Regions from separate parts of the Ovis aries genome. Here region 1 is linked to region 2. The links are chromatin contacts, called in public Hi-C maps. All regions are on one chromosome and are shown on one strand. Each heading gives the region's core, a stretch centred on a gene start, on an enhancer-like site or on the middle of the called end of the contact. The rest is flanking DNA. Distances are from core to core; before and after follow the strand shown.

Region 1 (3,341 bases), core at 434-2,933, 270 kb before region 2:
CCCTTTAAAGCAAGAGGTGGGAGGTAATAGTTACGTACCCAACTCTACATGATAAGTGCAAGAAGACAGTGATACACCCTGAAATAGATTCAGAGCTGCCCTCAGCACACAAGACACAACCCTCACTTGAACCACTATAATCTTCTCTTCCAAATACCTAAGAGATGATCCCCTTCAAGGTCTAAGGTCTTGAAGGGCAGCGACTCCCCCTACTCCCTTTCACCTTTCTACTAATATGCATGCTGATGTGGCTTCTGATTCCTTTTTACATTTAGAGCATTTACTACTCTCTGCCCTGCAGGACAACTTTGAATCATCTCCACAACACCTGTGTGGCATCAAAAGTGTTGGATTTGTGACCAGAAAACCTTCACTATTTTTCTGATTAGCTGAATGACCTGGGGGATGCTACTTCGCTTCTGGGAGCCCTGTAGGTCTTTGAAAAGACAATATTAATGATTACACATAAAAGCACTTTGTAAACTTGTAAGCACTATCATAAATAAGTGTTGTTATTCTTTTTCTCATTTTGGTCTTAGTCATCACCTCTGCTACAAATAATCTGCCATTCATTTTTCCCTGTTGTCTTCCCTTTCTCCTTGCTTGTTTCTTCTGTCTCTTGTCCCTTCTGCCACATAAATTTGCTTTCCTGAAAAAGACTGGTTATTTGGAGACATCATCACCAGCCAATCATAGCTCACCATTCCTTCTAGCTGGTAAGCCAATCAGATGTAACCTCCAGGTCTCTTTTCAGTGTTGCTAGGGCTTCAGGTCTACTTCTGAAAGCTGACTTGCTTGCTTTCTACTGATTCTTATTCTCTCTCTTTCTCTTTCTTCCTCTCCCTCTCCTTTACCCTTCCTCCCCCTCCCTCCTCCTGGCCTTCCTCTGCATCCCTCTCCCCACTCCCTGTTCAGAGTTTGGAGCAATTCCAAATACTTAAGCCTCCCGGAAGTTTGGGTTATGGATAAGCAAGATTTGACTGTATTTTTTCCCTTGAGAAATAGAGAACAACCATTCCATGTTCAATATTATAGCAAGTATTTTAGCAGCTTAATGTCCCTTGGCTGCATACAATTTAGTTTTGTTTGTGGGGTTTTTGGTGTACAAATCAATTTTAATTCAGGTAGATTAGAGCATAAACTGGCATTAAATTTGGAAATGAAACATCATACCTCTTGAACCTCATTGGGCTTCACAAAATGCATTCAGAATATTTTAAAGCTCTTCTCCAGTTTTTAACTGATGACAGAAGATGATAAACACATTGTGCTTATCATGCTCCTGTTTCTTCAAGTGTCAGTGCTGGGGTTGTTGAAGAAAACCACTGTGGACAGCAGTAATTTGGGAACTAATACCTAATGGCTAAGTGGGTGTTCTCTCACTCACTTCCTGTTTATCTTTGGAAGCTAATTAACATGGGAATAATAGCTAGAAACCCTGCCTTTTTAGAGGACCCGCCGGTCCATCTTTAAATGCGTATAGCTGGGATGTTAAGAAGATTCCCTTAACACAGAACAGCTCTGCTTTCTAAAACCATAAAGGCGTTTGATAAGGAAAAATAACTAACAAGTGATGTCTTTCTCATAACCTTTGCTACCTACTTAAAAACTGACACAGTACAAGAATTTGCAGCTTAAAATGACCAGAGAAGTGGCAGAGAGCCAGAATTCTGTCAGAGATGGCTTAGAAAAGCTTAATGATTAACAAATGGGTCACTGCCTTCAGGCTCTGACCTTTAGAACTAACCAGTTTTAGCCTTTTGGTTCGGTTTCTTCAAATCATTCTGTATCAAGGCAAAAACATTCCCTAATGGCATAGAACCACCCATCCAAAAAGGAATTCTTAGGCAGCCCACATGTTTGGTGAGTAGCTCTTCTGATAGCAAGTAGTTGGTCCTGAGCACAGCATTAACAACTGGTAAAACGTATTTTTGGTTAGAGTTTAGGGAAGGCCCTAAGCACTACCACATATCCTGCAGGTGAAATGTACGAAATTCGGTTAACATGGTAACGGCTCTAAAAATACCTAGGCTACAGTTTAACCACAGAGTTTCCTCCTTAACGTAAAAGAGCCACCGTCAGGAGCTGTTCGAAAGTGCAACAAAAGCAATCTCTGTCGGACTTTGTGCAAGCAGGCTATTAAATCAGGCCTGGCAATGACAATCTGCAGCCACCCTGCATCAAAGTAATAATTACGGTTTTGCAGACCAGGACAGCCAAGCACAACCCAGCTCAGAAAAAAAAATGTTAAACTGATAAGCCTTTTCTTTTCCTCCTCCAACCCATTTTTTCTCTCCCTCACCCCACCCCCACCTCCAGGTGGACTAAGCAGGGCGTGGCATGGGTGCAGAGACAAAGAGTCACCACACTGTAACCACAGGGCCCCACCCGGAGGGAAGCCTGGGGCAGAGGGACCCAAGGGACAAGGGGCTGAGTGCCCTGGTTTTCCCAGCAGCCTCTGCACCAGGCTCCCACAGAGGGTACACAGGAGGCAGAATCCCTCACATCGGGCAAGGTTCCCATCTGGGCCCTTTGCTTGGCAAAGACAGAGAGGGTGGGATCAACCTTTTCCTTGAAACTTTTGCAGTTTGAATTGGAAACACAGTTGTTGTTCAGTTGCTCAGTTATGTCCAACTCTTTGTGACCCCATGGACTGCAGCACACCAGGCTTCCCTGTTCTTCACTATCTCCTGGAGTTTGCTCAGATTCATGTCAGTTGAGTTGATGATTCCATGTAACCATCTTATCCTCTGCTGCCCTCTTCTTTTGCCTTCAGTCTTTCCCAGCATCAGGTCTTTTCCTATGAGTCAGCTCTTCACATCAGATGACCAAAGTATTCGGGTTTCAGCTTCAGCTTTAGTCTTTCCAATGAATATTCAGGAAACACAGTAGGCTCTTTTGAATTCTGAAGGTGGTTGGCTGTGCAGGGTAAGAGGTTTCTTACCTAATTCAGTCATGTCCAGCCTGCCAGATTTTGTAAATAAGAATACCTGGCACCCAGTTACATTTGAATTTTAGATAAACGATGAATAATTTATTTAGCGTAAGTATGACTCATGCAATACTTGGGATATACCTATGCTTAAAAAAAATAGTGTTCAGCTGAAATTCACATTTATCTGATTGTCCTGTATTTTTTCTGGCAGCTCTAATAAGGTCCTTAATATTTTTCCTTCCTAATAGTCTCCCTAACCTCTAATACCTAATCAATAAGATGGGGTTTGTTTGAGTTGTTCACTTTGGTTGGTTTTTTAATCCCCATATCGTGTCCCACTCTTTGCGACCCCGTGGACTGTAACCCACCAGGCTCCTCCCTCCATGGGATTCTCCAGGCAAGAATA
Region 2 (3,303 bases), core at 630-3,129:
GTGACATCAACATCATCCTGTCCTTCAGTCCTTGTCACTGTGGCCACTCAGAATGGGAAACCTCCCGCATCCTTCTCCATGCCAGCCTCATCCTCTCCTCCATGTCCCCAAACCTCCTATTTTCTTCCGTCACCCCAAACCAGGCCACCAGGCAACCAGTTTAACTCTGCTGTCTGCAGAGGACTTGGTGAACAGGGCTTTGGTATCTTCCTCTGTGGCTGTGTGTGGAGTTGTTGTTTAGTCACCAAGCCATGTCCAACCCTTTTGTGATCCCGAGGACTACGACCCACCAGGCTCCTCTATACATGGGATTTCGTAGGCAAGAATACTGGGGTGGGTTGCCATTTACTTCTCCAGGGGATCTTCCCAGTCCAGGGATCAAACTCACATCTCCTGCATTTCCTGCATTAGTAGGCCGATTCTTTACCACTGAGCCACCAGGGAAGCCCCATTAATATCTTGCCTGCATGAGTGGTCAGAGGTTAGGGACACCAGCTCTGGGATCCAACACACTGGATTTCAGTCCCTTTACTACTTCAGGTGACAATGAGGAATTTATTTAATCCCTCTAAGCCTCAATTCTCTTATCTAAAAATGGGGATAATAGCATCAGCTCTCTCTTGTATCTGTTTAGTAAACTAAATGAGATAATGCATGTTAAAGTACCGAGCATGGTGTCTGGCAAACAGTAAACACTCAACCTGTATTACTTATCATGTTTAGTTTTCTGTCATTGACAAGCAGCAGGTGAAGTGGAAAGGTTTACAGTTTAAGTCAGGAAATCTGGACCTGCCACAAGCTCTAAGACTTTGCGGGTAGTCAGTTCACCTCTCTGGACCTCCATTTCCTCATCAGCAAATGGGAAGTCACCGTACCCATCTAGCAGAGTTGTTTCAGGCTTCAGTGAAATACTGCACAGGGAAAGTGCTTACAAACTATTACGTGATATGGAAGCAGAATTTAATGTAATCATCTCCAAGTTAGCCCTGAGCCTCTGGAAATACTGGGCAGATGCCATCTACACGAGTTTGTTCAGAATATGCACTGTCCAGGCAGTTGAGTAATACCTAAAAGCATCCTGAGTCTAGCAATGCAAAGCAAAAATGAGTCACAGAAACGTGGAAGCCTGAGCTCAGAAGGGTCCAGAGATACACAGCAGAGCCAGATTCAGAAAGGCATTGTCTGACTTCTTGTATTTAATAGCTTGTGCCCACCTGCTTGCTGTCCCTTCAGTCATGTCCGACCCTTTGAGACCACATGGACTCTAGCCCACCAGGCTCCTCTGTCCATGGGATTCTCCAGGCAAGAATACTGGAGTGGGTTGCCATGCCCTCCTCCAGGGAATCTTCACACGTAATAGCTTAGCATCTTTCAAATAGATATATTTGAAAGCATAATTTTTTTAAAAGGCCCCCAAGTTGATATGCAATCATATGGCTTCCTGTCAAGTCTACAGTCTATAATGATTTTGTCCCTTGAAACCAGAACCCAAGAGATAAACCAGTGTGGGGTTACTGTGCCGCACCACAATGGCCGCCGTGCTCAGGCTGGCCAGACCTGGCCTCAGAGTTTTACTGATAGAGGCAGCCAGCAATCTGACCACTTGGCTCAGGCTGTGGAATTTTTCAACCTTCTGGTCCGCAGCTCTTGGCTAACAATTACGCACTCTGCAGGCCCTTCCAGCCTGGTCATTCTCCAAAGCAAAGTGAACTGATTATTTACACACAACTCTTTCTTCTTGGCCTCTGAGGCCTGGGATGTGTTATGCATTTTTTATCCCGAATCTCTTAAGGAAAGCACTGAGGAGGTACAACACAGGACCGTGGAAAGGGGGAAAGAGCTTTGAAGAAAGTGAAAGAAAGGAGGAGGGCAGCCTCTCTGGCCTGACCCTGCTTTGCCTCTTCAGGTGAAGGAAGAGGAAGGGTGGCGTTAAGGTTGCACCAGAGCGGTTCTGAGGAGGAAGCAGTTTGGGGAAGCGGTCGCTGGCAAAGCTCAAGGCAGCTGCCAACTCCTGCAGGAGGCAGCCTCATCCGCCTGGGGATGCTTGGCCTCAACAGGCCACGGAAATGGCGGAGTCCTGCTCCTTTGGTGTCGCCAAGGGCCTGCGGGCGGTGACTCCTGGAGCAGGAGACGCAAGCGCAGGCCGAGGGAGACAGGCCCCGCCGGGGTGGCGCTGGAGGCCCAGCCTCTTCTCCTCGCTCTGGTCCCCACCTCGGTTTCCTCTTAGCTGTGGCTAAAGACACAAACCACACGAAACAAAAAAGCCCTCACCTCACATGTGTAACAGCAACATTTTTATTCAGTGTGGGGGGATGAGGGGATTACAGCTAAGCACCTCCGGCCCCTGAGTCTCCTCCTTCCCTGTCGGCTCGTGCCTCAGGGTTCTCTCCTCCCGGCCCTCTCCTCCCCACATGTGCCCTGTGAGTTGCCGTTCTCCCTTTTGGCCTCTGGCCTCCTGCTGCCCTCTTTTTCCTGTCTCAGACCCTTTCCCTGGAAATCCCTCTCTCTCTGGCCCCCTTCTCTCTCAGTACCCCCATTCTCTCTCCAGCGCTTCGTCTATCTTTCCTGCCTCCAGCCCATCCCTTTGAAATGCCCTGATGGGGACTTTCTGACTTCCATGTGTCTGGCTTCTAGGGACTTTAACCCTAGTGTAATCTTACACACGGAGCTGTCAAAAGGCCTTGATACTGGAGGAGAAAGAATAAAGGAGAGGACCGTGGTGGTTCAAGTTTAAATAAAGAAAATGAGTGTCATGATAAAACAATTTTACTAATAAACTTTTAACTTAAATTAATAAATGTATTAATAAACTTTTAAAGAATACTTCTCATATTTCTTTGTAGCCTCCCTGGAGCCTAGCATTGTGCCTAACACATGAAAAACACTAAGTAAATTATTGGTGGAGTAAGTTGACCAAAGAGTTGAAAGAACAAATACTGAAACAAAATGTGGTTTCATTTCGTTTGAGCGTGTACAGCCGTAGTGTCAAGTGAACCAGAGAACTGACATGCCCATCTTTAGAGACTCTTGGAAAACCTCTAATGAAGAAACATATTCACTAATAATTAGCATAAACATTATTAAAATCTAAATGCTGCTGCTAAGGTTTGCCCTCTTCCACAGTTTAACATTTCTCTTGTTTACTAATTTTCTTGGCAAACCCTCTTTTATAAATACAGGTAGAATCCCAATTTGCAAGTTCTGTACATAAAGCCTAGGGCTCTGCACTCATCCCAGGACAACACCAGGTTACTTTCCATCCCCTCTGCACCCACCTGGTTCATCCACTTGATTGATCTAACT

The links. A called contact is a pair of places that touch in the nucleus more often than the background predicts.
Region 1: a Hi-C map of liver shows a contact between it and region 2, with 7 times the contacts expected there. The contact joins two enhancer-like sites. A contact is called at or near these places in 2 of 16 Hi-C or Micro-C datasets (liver and skin fibroblasts).

The regions. Positions count from the first base shown.
Region 1 is chr22:9,789,838-9,793,178 of ARS-UI_Ramb_v3.0, reverse strand. The region is part of intron 5 of RNLS (renalase, FAD dependent amine oxidase); the gene reads left to right. Among named protein-coding and RNA genes, the nearest start is that of TRNAG-UCC, 29 kb to the left of the region's middle. Within about 2 kb of position 1,683, at least 23 of the 54 cell types and tissues checked have an H3K27ac peak or open chromatin away from gene starts, as enhancers often do. A contact at or near this core is called in liver, where this site is marked.
Region 2 is chr22:9,515,512-9,518,814 of ARS-UI_Ramb_v3.0, reverse strand. No RefSeq gene overlaps it. Among named protein-coding and RNA genes, the nearest start is that of PTEN, 280 kb to the right of the region's middle. Within about 2 kb of position 1,879, at least 16 of the 54 cell types and tissues checked have an H3K27ac peak or open chromatin away from gene starts, as enhancers often do. A contact at or near this core is called in liver, where this site is marked.